Linked DNA regions of Mus musculus: region 1 is linked to region 2. A link is a contact called in public Hi-C data. All regions are on one chromosome and are shown on one strand. The core of a region is the stretch at or near the end of the contact, and the rest is flanking DNA. Distances in the headings are between cores, read along the strand shown. Region 1 overlaps Cep152 (centrosomal protein 152). Region 2 overlaps Fbn1 (fibrillin 1).

The links. Hi-C and Micro-C count contacts between places; a contact is called where the count stands out from the background.
Region 1: a contact with region 2 is called in a Hi-C map of uterus, with 3 times the contacts expected there. The contact joins two enhancer-like sites. A contact is called at or near these places in 1 of 15 datasets of contacts at CTCF or cohesin (the NIH/3T3 cell line), 9 of 484 Hi-C or Micro-C datasets (the Ba/F3 cell line, the N1E-115 cell line, brown adipocytes and 4 more) and 1 of 115 datasets of contacts at active chromatin or transcription factors (vascular smooth muscle cells).

What each region holds. Positions count from the first base shown.
Region 1 is chr2:125,601,466-125,608,103 of GRCm38.p6, forward strand. It overlaps Cep152 (centrosomal protein 152), which reads right to left. Exons shown (of 28, transcript NM_001081091.1): 10 at 3,871-4,018; 11 at 1,377-1,468. Among named protein-coding and RNA genes, the nearest start is that of Cep152, 20 kb to the right of the region's middle. Within about 2 kb of position 5,191, at least 33 of the 459 cell types and tissues checked have an H3K27ac peak or open chromatin away from gene starts, as enhancers often do. A contact at or near this core is called in uterus, where this site is marked.
Region 2 is chr2:125,315,044-125,321,224 of GRCm38.p6, forward strand. Fbn1 (fibrillin 1) reads right to left here. Exons shown (of 66, transcript NM_007993.2): 52 at 6,153-6,181; 53 at 5,820-5,936; 54 at 3,954-4,073; 55 at 2,369-2,491; 56 at 1,924-2,055; 57 at 316-441. Among named protein-coding and RNA genes, the nearest start is that of Dut, 71 kb to the left of the region's middle. Within about 2 kb of position 3,533, at least 21 of the 459 cell types and tissues checked have an H3K27ac peak or open chromatin away from gene starts, as enhancers often do. A contact at or near this core is called in uterus, where this site is marked.

The sequences.
Region 1 (6,638 bases), core at 3,941-6,440, 290 kb after region 2:
CTCCTGCTGTGCTTTCAAATGAATATATTTTCAAATGAACGAGGAAGAAAGGCAGGCGGTTCTCTCTGTGGCTCTCTTATTTACAAAACCCCTTAGCTGAGATGCCTCTGATGTTCCGGCCTCACTATAGAAGAAGACAAAACAGACAGCTCAGCCAAGAGCATGCTATGCTCTACCTGCCAAAAGCATTCTATGCTCTGCCTGCAGGAGCATGCTATACTCTATCTAAAGGAGTGTGCTAAGCTCTGCCTGAGGAGTGTGCTATGCTCTATCTAAAGGAGTGTGCTAAGCTCTGCCTGCAGGAGCATGCTATACTCTATCTAAAGGAGTGTGCTAAGCTCTGCCTGCAGGAGTGTGCTATACTCTATCTAAAGGAGTGTGCTAAGCTCTGCCTGCAGGAGTGTACTATGCTCTGCCTGCAGGAGCATGCTATACTCTATCTAAAGGAGTGTGCTAAGCTCTGCCTGCAGGAGTGTGCTATGCTCTGTCTGCAGGAGTGTGCTATGCTCTGCCTGCAGGAGTGTGCTATGCTCTGTCTGCAGGAGTGTGCTATACTCTATCTAAAGGAGTGTGCTATACTCTATCTAAAGGAGTGTGCTTTGCTCTGCCTGCAGGAGTGTGCTATGCTCTGCCTGCAGGAGTGTGCTATACTCTATCTAAAGGAGTGTGCTAAGCTCTGCCTGCAGGAGTGTGCTTTGCTCTGTCTGCAGGAGTGTGCTAAGCTCTGCCTGCAGGAGTGTGCTATGCTCTGCCTGCAGGAGTGTGCTATGCTCTGTCTGCAGGAGTGTGCTATACTCTATCTAAAGGAGTGTGCTATGTTCTGTCTGCAGGAGTGTGCTATACTCTATCTAAAGGAGTGTGCTATGCTCTGTCTGCAGGAGTGTGCTATACTCTATCTAAAGGAGTGTGCTATGCTCTGCCTGCAGGAGTGTACTATACTCTATCTAAAGGAGTGTGCTATGCTCTGCCTGCAGGATCAGCAGGCCTAGCACCTCCTTCAGTGGAAGAAACACTAGAGCTCCTCTCCAGCACCTTCGTTACCTTTCAGGAAAATTACAGTGACAGAGGATCTGTGAGAAACAGGGCCCAGTTAAATATGCCACATACCTGTAGAGACTCTGGTCTCCAGGATACACCTGCAGAGCCAGGAGGGACAGTGGACAGACTGGCAGGAGGAGGCAGAGGCCTGGCTCTGCAGCTCATCAGAACTGGGCTAGAACACCTAGGTCTAACTAACAGTGGTGTCAGCGAGATCCTGAAAAACTTCCCTGGCTGGTCTGAAGATGGTCTAAGCCACTTTTACCACAGAGAAACCTAAGGTTCAAAAAAGGTACGATAGACAGCATTGCCTAAGTCTCTCCTGAGACAGTACTCACTTGCAAAGCCTTATTCATGCTCTCACTTAGGACGTGGGCCTTCTGTGCTTGCTGCAACTGTAGCTGTAGCTGAGCCACCTCCTGCACAGAGCCTGCGAGAGAGACATAGGGTATGTCGCTGAAAGAAGGTGCATGTCTACAGGCCTGGGAGCCACCACAGTTTGGCGTGGAGTCTGCTTCACTATTATGATTCAGGGCCATACGGATAGGGAGCCATGGGAGCCATCAAAGCCCTGTGTATCTGAGATCCAGTCCTGCAGGAGCCCAAGGCCCTGGACCCTGTAAGCCTGGTTACCGCTGCTGCATCTACAGAACACAGCAGCCCAGGAGTCATCTAGTGGGGACATAAGGTTCCAGTTACAGGAGCCAAGAAAGTCCCACCCTACCATTTCTGCCCTGCAATTAAACTGAATTTTGCTGCCTTGTAAACTGCTTTTATTTTCAACAGGCCCAACTCACACATAAAACTACTACTCTCTGAAAGATTTGTATTAGTGTGTGTGTGTGTGTGTGTGTGTGTGTGTGTATGTGAGAGAGAGAGAGAGACAGAGAGACAGAGAGAGAGACAGACAGACAGACAGACAGAGTGAGTTCTTCTGTGTACACACCCACCCACAGAGGCCAGAAGGGGCTGTCAGGTTCCCTGGGGCTGGATTTGCAGGCAGTTGTGCACTCCATGGGTACTATGAATGGGACTCTAGTCGTCTGCAATAGCAGAAGTGCCCTTTACTTCTGAGCTACCTCCCCATCCCCAGCAAACTCATATCTGAAATGTACTAGTAGAGACTCTAGTTGAAAGGGTGGTTTGAGGGTTTCTTTAAATGAAAACAGGCCTCTCAGAAACAGCTGGGGGAAGTATTCACAGTTCAGAGTCTTTAACAGTCAAGGAACGACTCACTAAGTCATGGCAAGGGGAAGCAGGGCCAGGAGAGCCTAAAGGGAACAGGGTCCAAATCTGGTCCTCAGCAGAGCACACACAGCCGTTAACTTTAGTGCTTTCTCCCTGATCAAACCACAGTCCCTGTTCCAACTACCTCATATGCCCAACTGGCTCACTACCTCATATGCTAAACTGGCTCACTACCTCATATGCTAAACTGGCTCACTACCTCATATGTCCAACTGGCTCACTACCTCATATGCCCAACTGGCTCACTACCTCATATGCCAAACTGGCTCACTACCTCATATGCCAAACTGGCTCACTGCCTCATATGCCCAACTGGCTCACTACTTCATATGCCAAACTGGCTCACTGCCTCATATGCCAAACTGGCTCACTACCTCATATGCCCAACTGGCTCACTGCCTCATATGCCCAACTGGCTCACTGCCTCATATGCCAAACTGGCTCACTACCTCATATGCCCAACTGGCTCACTACCTCATATGCCAAACTGGCTCACTACCTCATATGCCCAACTGGCTCACTACCTCATATGCCCAACTGGCTCACTGCCTCATATGCCAAACTGGCTCACTACCTCATATGCCAAACTGGCTCACTGCCCCATATGCCAAACTGGCTCACTGCCTCATATGCCAAACTGGCTCACTGCCTCATATGCCAAACTGGCTCACTACCTCATATGCCAAAATGTGACTTGTACGTCTATGAGTTAATTAAAAAAGCACTGATGACTGATTTTGTCAACCAGAAATGAGGTTGACTTTTATCTAGTCCACAGCCTGTGTATCAACTTGACATTTTAGTGCCTTTAATGTCATTTTATAAAAATAATTAAAGGTACCAGGGCCACAAAAAGTATAGGAAGCTCGTCTCAGATACCACAGAGGCCACACTCAAATATTCATAGCGACAAAAATGTAACTCAGTGTCCACTGATCACCGTGAGTGGATAAACAATCTGAAGTTAAACAAAAAGACGGAAATACTTAATCAAATATTGGGTCTAAAACAGGCAAATACAGTGAGCTCTCATAGTCAAAGGTGGCTGAGGACAGGATTTCTGCATCTGTGGAAGCAGAGCGCCACCTGGCGAGTACTCCCCTTCCTCAGTGGGAAGCAGTTTCAGGCACCACAGCACTAGTTTCTCAGAGGACTGCAGCTGATGTTTATTTAGAATATTACACACGCCTGTATTCCAGATTACATAACAGAAATGAACCGCACCTTTAATATGAACTGCACATATAATCCTTTCTAAAAAGAAACTGACCACTAGTGGACTTTTCTGTGTCTTCTAGCTCTTCTATACCTCAGGGACCTGGGCTGGTGAGATGGCTCTGTGGGTAAAGGCACTTGCAATACAAGTCAGTTGGGAAGGATGCAAGACAACCTGAGTCTCAGCTCCAGAACACAGGGCAAAAGAGAGAACCAACTATGGAAGATGTCCTCTAGTGTCTACATGTGAACCATGACAAGCACATGCAAGCCCACGCCCCCTCGTACATGACAATAACAAGTACAGCTGTAGTTCAGGGATCCAGCCTGTTTCACAGTAGCCCTGGGGACACCCGACAAGACACGCACCTGATTGCAGCAGGTGGGCACATTGCTTCTGACTGTCCTCTAGACTCCTCGTCAGCCTATTAATGAGCTCCGTCTTCTCTAATCTGACTGCTTCCTGGTTCCGCTCCAGTTGTTGCACGTGGTCCTTCAAACGCGTGCAAATACTTTCCTGAACAGAAGAAAAGGCGGCAAGTCATTTTCACCATCAGTTTTGGTAGAAATTAAAACCATCAGATGCAAAATCATCACCTGGTAGTATGATCTCCTTCACAGGTTAGCCTGTGCGCAGGATGGGAAAAGAACACTTGTGACCTGAGAGGGAGGCCCAGCTAACAGGGCACCTGTAAGATACTGTTATTCTAAAACCAGAGTCTACTCATGCCAAAGGAAACACGGTACAATCCTGTTTGCATTTTATGCTGTGTTAACGTATCGATACAAATGTAGGCAAACCACTTTGAGCCATGGAATCCGAATCCTCAGACCAGGAAACAGAAGAACACTCGGGAACTCTATTCTGCTCACTCTGTCCAGGGCAGCCAAAATAACATTACCCTCCTCTGGGTTTCTTTTAAATCTAATCTGTTTCACCGATATTCCTCCTTCTACCAGTTACACATCTTATTTCTGTCCGATGGCATCTCTGCAATATGTTATGCATAACAAGCATTATAATGATACTTGAAAAATTAATGACAAAAAGACATGGTAGCTGTTGTGTGTGACAATAGGGTATATAAACAATACACACTATGGGGCAAGATCAGTGTCCCCTACATGTAGATGTGGAGAGAAACTGTGCATACAGAAAACTTTTCTCCAATAAGGAAACATATTTGGAAGTAAAGAGCTATGGGAGTTTGAAGCCCAGGTAGAAGAACCCATCATTGTAGCAACCATTGCTTCTCGCCTAAAAGCTGCTCGGGGTGACTGTCAATCAAAGCATGGAAGAGGTAGAACAGTGTAGCAAGTCTTCAGCGACCAGAGAAGCCCTAAGCGAACCATTAGCAAGAGCTCTGACGGGAGAGCACATGGGCCTTTGGTACCAGATTCCCTTCCACGTCCTCAACCTCAGTAATGCTCTCAGCATGAATGCTGTGATACCCACCCCAAACGTAAATAATACAGGAGTGTCCTTGTGTGAAGGCAAGGGGCTCTGAGGGCTCTCGCTTTGCTTTGAAACTCCTGGGCATTTTGTATTCTATGTCACAATGCAGCTGTGTTTGCTTGAAATTTTTTCTACCAGAGTTTTAGCAAAATGAAGCTTCTGGAAGGCAGTGCCTGTTTATTTAGTGCTGCAAAGTTCTTGGCACGCTGCTGCTGCTCCCCAGCCAGCTTGGGAAGCACGGTTCTAACAAGCCAGCATAACATGCCTGCAGCACGATGAGCTAATGGGAATGCACACAAACGCCTGTCGTGAGGGACGGCGAGACACTCAGACTCACGGTCTAGAGGTCACGGCAGTTTTGAGTTGTTACAATAAGTTGTATATACAGTCTTTTCTACATAGAAAGACCTGGTGTTTAAGGAAAGCTCTAGGTCTATAATAGGTTATAACCTATATAGCTCTAGGTTATAATAGGTTATTACCATGTAGTTCTCAAATGGCACCAGGCACACACAGACCTTCAAAAACTCAGCTGTGTCAGACTGTCACACCTCCCATTACATGCAACTGGGCAGTCTCTGTGTTGAACTCTATCTTTCAAAATACAGCTAGCATCCATTTGTGATTTAAAAGAAAACTAAGCCTTATAAACTTTCTGAGACTGGCATACTTAACAGGAAAACCTGGAACTTTCCCACAAGGGTGAGGACCAGGGAAGTGATGCCCTTCCTTGCCTTGGAGCATCATGTTACAAGTTCTCACCAATGCACTATGGTAAGAAAGGAAAATAAAAGGAACACAGACAGCAAAGAGACACTAAAGCTTTGTCCATGAATGCTCTGCTCTGCTACACAGAACACCAGGAGGGAAACCACTAAACGAGTGTGCAATTGCAGGAGTGCAAGGAAGCTACTACAGAATGTCACTGTCTAGGCTGGAGAGATGGCTCTGTGGTTAAGAGCACTGAGTGCTCTTCCAGAGGTCCTGAGTTCAATTCCCAGCAACCACATGGTGGCTCACAACCATCTGTAATGGGAGCTTCTGGTGTGTCTGAAGAAAGCAATGGTGTACTCATACACATAAAATATATAAACAAATCTTTAAAAAAAAAAGTCGCTGTCTCCCAAGGGAGGAAGGAGCAAATAGAATATGAAATTTAAAAACCGTCATGTCCTTTACAATACCACTCCAAAAATGAGGGCCTTTAGTAGAAATATAAAACTACAAAACTCTGGCAAAATCAATAAAGAACTAAATAACTGGACAGATACTCTATCTTTGTGGTAGGAACGCTCAATATCGTAGAGATGCTGCTCGCTCCCAGTGAGACCTACATAGTCCATGTACTCTTGACATCCCAGCAAGTTACCCTGTGGGTGTCAACAAACTGAGTGCCTTAAGTTTATACGAAGTTATAGTTTATACACATCCCATGAGCATGTGAAAGTCAAGCTGTGAGAACAAGGGAACTAAGCCCAGGGGTAGGAGGTGGGATCATGGGAAATTCTTTGTTGCTCTCTCACTTTTGCTGTGAACCTGTCTTTTGTTGCACTCTTCCAATTAGAAATAGCAATTGGATTATAAAATAATACAGATTGGGTACAAGTATTTGACTCCTTATTACAAATATTGCTGAGCCAATTGATCACAAGTTTACAAAGGGGATGCCATATAAACACTG
Region 2 (6,181 bases), core at 2,283-4,782:
CCAGACATGTGGAAGAACAGTTGCAACAGCCATGCTATAGAAAAGGGGGCAAAAACATACGGAAGTGGGCCTGGTCGCAAAGGCCTTAAAGGGCAGCAAGAAGGAAACCCCAAGCTAGCAATCCCATGTGCAATTAGCAAAGGCAGAATTTTGCTGTAGGGAGGTCCTGAGCCCAAGATACACTTGGTCACTAAGTCATCTCCCAAGGATGACTGCTTTCAGCTCCTTCACATTTTTTGGCATATTCTCTTATTTCAAACCAGAAACAATGCTTTGGAGTGTGAGGGAAGGTTGCAGCCAGTTTCAGATACTCACCCAAGCACTCATCCTGAGTGGGGCTGGCTGTGAAGCCATCGTTACACTCACAAGTGTAGCTACCCAGGGTGTTGAGGCAACGCCCATTCTCACAGATCCCGGGCTTGGTCTGACACTCATTCTCATCTGTGGAGACAGTGAACAGGACTCATGAGACATTGTTTAAAAGGTTGACTTTTTCCCCTTGATCTCTCCCTCCCTCCCTCCCTTCTTCTCTTTCTCCTTCTCTCCTTTCCTCCTCCCCTCTTTCCTTCCTTCCTTTCTTCCTTCACGCACTCTCTCAGTTTTCTTTGCAAACGAGTAATCTATCTACATGGTGAAAAGCTGGAAATCCTGGAACGACCAGGAATTAAAAAATCAAGGTCTCCCTGTCATCTGTATTCCTCAGCCACCAAAACACTCTTCCAGAGTCAACTTCTGAGTCCCCTTCCGAGAGGGATTGTGCAATAAAAGCAGTCTCTCTCTCTCTCTCCCTCCCCTCTCTCTCTCCCTCTCTCCCTCTCCCTCTCCCTCTCTTTCTTTGTTCTTCTAAGGCAACCTTGAGCATATTTTGATATATCTAAATGCAAACGGCAGCATTTTGGGCACACATTTTTTTTACTTAAATTTTGCCCCATCTGTATATAAAGAAGATTCCTGAAAGGTGAGATCACATACTGGAGGGAGAACTGAAGGTTGACTGTCATTTTAAAGAGATACATTACTTCATCAGAATGATGCCAGTAAGTTGCGTCGACACAGTAACATTAGTTTGGACTGATCTTCAGATTCAACATGACTTGTTTGTAACAAAGCAATATTATTGAGGAAACAATAAACCATAATTTAACAGGTTTTTAAAACATTAAAATATCTGGATTACTTTTGGTGATTGGTTAGATCTGAATATCACGAACTAACTTCCCCAGTTTCTCTCTCATTTGAGAATAGCTTTGAGTCTCTAGAACACAGAGCTCCCTGAGAGGGGCAGAGAATGTGGAAACAACACCCAGAGCCACATGAAGACTAGTTAAAAACCCCACTGTTCAGCCGAACTTGATGGGCCAGGCCAGAAACCCCAGCTGCCCGGGAGGCTATGGGGCATGAGGTGTTTTAATAAAACTTTATTCACAAAAGAAGTGGCAGGCTAGAGGGTTGGATTTGATTGGAAGCTGAAGCTTGCCATTCCCTGGCCTAGGGTTGTGGTTCTCAACATTTGATACACATTTGGATCACCTGGGGACATTCAAAAAAGCAGCACTTGGACCTACCTCAAGGAAAGCGGGGGTTTCTTGAAGTTAGAGCCCTGGCTTAAAAATAGCCCTAGCACAGGACGTTAGTAAGACAACGGAGTCCATAGAGTGGTGAGGGAAGTCAGTGTGAAGATCTACCTCCTGGACGGCTACATGAACAACGGGCAAGGGCCAAAGGTGGGTGACCCTGGCAGCAATACAGGCCAAGAGAATAGGGACAGGCCAGCCCAGAGGAGAGAACAGTAAGGCCTCTCCACAGTGAGTTGTGACATTTGATTAAGAGGAAGGAGCACGTCACCAACCTGACTCAGAGCTCAGGTCACTTCTGCCCTCGGCTATTTCAATGCTGAGCGGTCTGTACCAGAGACAGTCTTACCTATGCAGCCCTCTCCATCGGGTCTGCGCTGGTACCCAGGGCCGCAGATGCACATGTAGGTACCAATGAGGTTCTTACACTCCATTTGCTTCTCAGTACAGTCGTGTTTTCCCTCTGCACACTCATCCTCATCTGGAAAGATGTGTAATCACAACTTTAAAACAAGCTCCACTGCAGGCTTGTCCTTTAAACTATCATCTCCGTCATCTTAGCGTTGAGCTTATTTCCTTTTGTATGTATGGGGAATTGATATATTAAACGTGGAAGGGAATCTTCTAACCGCCTTTGGACTTGGTGAGAAAACTGCTTTCCAATAAACCGATGACCTTATCAGAAACAAAGATGCTATGGGAGCCCTTCCTGGACTTCTTTGCTTTATGATTCATACTTGCTTGTTGAAGCATTTATAATTCTGAGGACTAAATGGACTAAAATGGGCCCTCACCTTTACACATCCTCCTGTCTTCTCGGAGAACGTATCCAACAGGGCATTTGCATTCATAGGACCCGTAGGTATTTACACAGCGGAAGGCGCAGAGCAGAGGATTCTGGGCACATTCATTTATATCTGTAGTAAGAGAACGTAAAAGAATGAGCCAACAGCACCAAGAATGTCAAAAAGAGAGAAATGTGCTTTTACTAAAAGTCAAAAGCCTTCCTTATCATAGGCATGGGAGGGATCCAGAAAATTATAAAAATGAGTTGATTATTTTATAGCTGGTATAAATATGGTGGATGTATGCTCCGGATCTCCCAGTACATCTCTCAAGCTTGCTGTCCTGGTGTAATTATGGATTTACGTGAATGAGGAACAACAGGTCCACTTTGCATAGTTGGAAGACTCAGGTTGACCAGTTGCCGTTTCCTTTGTACATGAACTATAGATCATCTTTGCTTCCTTTAACTAAAGAAGTTGTGGTCAAAAAGAAGCCAAGCTCTCTAATACTCTTAGTAACCTCTCCTTCCCCAAACAAAGAGGTTCCTATGAGACAACAGGGATTCTGGGCTCAAACAGAGTGTTCTGGTCATTTTATACTTAGAGAAACTCAGTTTACACAGATGCCCTCTACTGGGAAAAATGACTTTTCTAGAGTGCATGGTTTAGAAATGTCAGGACATGTTTTCAAAAGCGAGAGGGTGAAACCAAACCTCTTCGATGATCATGCTGTCCCCCAAGAACAACAATGTGTATGAAGGACAGGACTGAGCATCCAGGCCAGCTTTGAACCACAGCCTTAAAAGGCTCACAACACTCTGAAGGTACCAACAGTCCATATCTCTGATGAAGGGATCCCTTTAATACCACTTTCCCTTCCCCTCCCCCATTCTTTTCCTACACCAGGGAACCCTATCATGAAGAGCTTGTGGATCATCTGGACAGCTGCTGGGCTCTGCTTTTAGAGTTTGTGATTTAGTGGTCGAAGATGAGGCCAGAAAGCTTGCATCCCAGGGGAATATGAGGCAAATAGTCGAGGGACCAACCACTCTTTGGCACTCCCTAGTTTTTCTTTCTTTTCCATACTTCCTTCCAGGCAGTCACACTGACAAATACTTTTCAGATGCCTCTATGGGTTAGGCAACCTCTCCTTTGGGATTGCCTCCAGATGACCACAGGATGTCAGTGGTTATCTAGCTCTGTGAGCAGATGTTTCTAAGAGGAGAGCAGGAGAATACAAAAGAGGTGGGGGAGGGGAGAAGAGCCTTGGAAACAAAAACAACAAAGGAAATAGAGAGTAATAAGACAGGAGGTAGTAAATGAGGAGTTGTATTGAGATGTAAGCAGAAAGACACACTAGTGAGCATTCCGTTATATACAATATAACTTCTGCCACAAGTCACCTCTATTGTTTTCTTTATATTTCCTGACCATATGAGGTCACAGAGAAGAATGATGCAACAGCCTGCCATGCTCAGATGTTCTTAACTCTCCATGCCCTGAAAGGTATTTGATCTTAAGAACTACAATCAAACAGCTGCTCCCATGGTCAGTATAGGCAACTGTCTCTTCTGTATCCGAGACCCTTACTTACCTTCACAAGTCATCATTGGGCCAGGCTCGAACCCCTCCTCACAGGTACATTCAAAACCTCCAATCACATTCTTGCAGGTCCCATTTCCACAAGGATTGCCCACAGAGCATTCATCGGTATCTGCCAGTGATCCAAAGTGGAGATAAAATGAGTGCAGATAAAATGGAGCTAAGGCTCTGATATCACTTTTCATTCTGTCTGAGTTCTTGGATCTGTGTTGTCTTGCTCAGTTATCCTGTTCTTGCAAGGAGGGAAACCTGCTGACCACTGGTTTCTAGCTGGAGTTTGCACTTGCTCAAAGGCAGAGACAGTGAGAGAGATGGATGTCTAGCCCTTACACCGCCCAAGTGGCTTTCTGCAGACTGTCCTGGGAGTAGATGTCCTAATAGCTAAAATAAGGCTCCTATATGCAGCCAGGGGTTTCTGCTGGCTCAAAGACAAAGTCTCCAGTTGGTCCCACTTCACATCACTACACAAAAAGGCTTACATATGATGGAGTTTTGCCAGATATAAAATAGAAAATTACCTAAGATTAAATAGAATATACTGGATAAAAAAACCCAACATTCAAGTAGATTTTGTTGATTCTGTTAAAACCAGGTGGTTTACATTAGGCAGAAAAAGAAAAGACTAGGGAAAAAAGAGAGAGAGAGAGAGAGAGAGAGAGAGAGAGAGAGAGAGAGAGAGAGAAAACATGTTTAGGTCATGGTCTTTCTAAACAACTGTGGAGAGAGAAAATATTTTACCAAAAAAAAAAATCCCTAAAAAGTATAGATGCCTCCTAACCCATCCATCTGGATCGTCCACTGTTCTTGTTTCCGGCCTCGGCCTTAGGGAGAATATTTTCCCTTGGGAAAGAAAGAACTCTAATTTTAGAGATAACGTTGCTATTTTAGATATCTGAAGCCGAGGAACACAGCAGGCTCTCCTCAACGGTCACTCTTTCTAGGAGAGGAGAATCCTTTTGCACATACACAGCCGCAAACTGAAGATTCCAAAACACTAACATCGATAAAATTTGTTCCTGTTAGGTTACTAAATCTCACATTTAGTCCAGAATACTGCGTCTTCTCTGATTTAATAAAAACAATGGTATCATTGCAGTTTAGAGCTGCCAGGGTAATTAGACACAAACCATTTCACTTGCATAGTAGTACCCCCAAGGTGGGAGAGGTTGAATATACTTATATCCCACCCTTAGCTCGTGCTACAGTCCTCAGACCCCCTCTCTTTATATGAAGACAGTACTTTTTAATCTGCACACATGGACATTCAGTGTTGATCACACTGTCACAGGAATACTTTGTTAGAGTTCTTGGACATATTTAATTCTAGCATATAGTGAAAAGAATTAAGAGTAAGTGGTCCACATAGAAGCCATCCTTAGACATTTTAATGGAAAGGCTAAAATAAGACACTGAATAAGGTGGTTGGCCTTCCATATTACCAAATATACAAGATGCATAGGAAACTTGGTGTTTTTACATACTGAAAGTATAAACTATGGGCACTAACAGTATATTTTAATTTTCACTAAGACTTCTGTTCTGTTGTCCTTTTCAGTATCTCTTAGGACACTCTTCTGTTCTGTTGTCCTTTTCAGTATCTCTTAGGACAAGTATCTCTTGTCCTAAGAGATACTGCCTTCCAAGTTAGACTACAAGGGCCATGCAAGGAAGGACTATCCTTGCTTGGTTCACTGTAGTAGCTCCCTACCCAGCACAGGGTGGGGACTGGCTAGGAGTCTAAATGAAGAAGCCCTCAGTGGAGGAACAGAACATGACTCGTACCTTGGTTCAGTAAAAGCCAAATCGCTCAATTTTTGCATAAAACAATTTCAAAGGAAGGGACTGAATCACTACTCACCCACACACTCATTCCCTTCCAGAATATAACCAAAAGGACACTCGCATCGATAGGAGCCGTCTGTGTTAATGCACTGCCCATGTCTACAGACATCAGGTTCTTTGCATTCGTCCATATCTTAAGTGGAGAAAGAAAAAACAATAAAAAACCAAGGTATTTTTCTTAAACTATTGTCATGTCAGTTTTCAGTAAGTGAATATCTAATATCACAATACAACTAAAATCCACATGATAAGACGTCAAATAGAAGAGATTATTTCTCCCAGGTAGATAAGGAGAAATAAGACCCAGAGGAAGGACAAAGAGGCAGGGAAGACCTAGCTGGGCACTCACCAACTGCTGAGTCATCAGGGCCCACAATG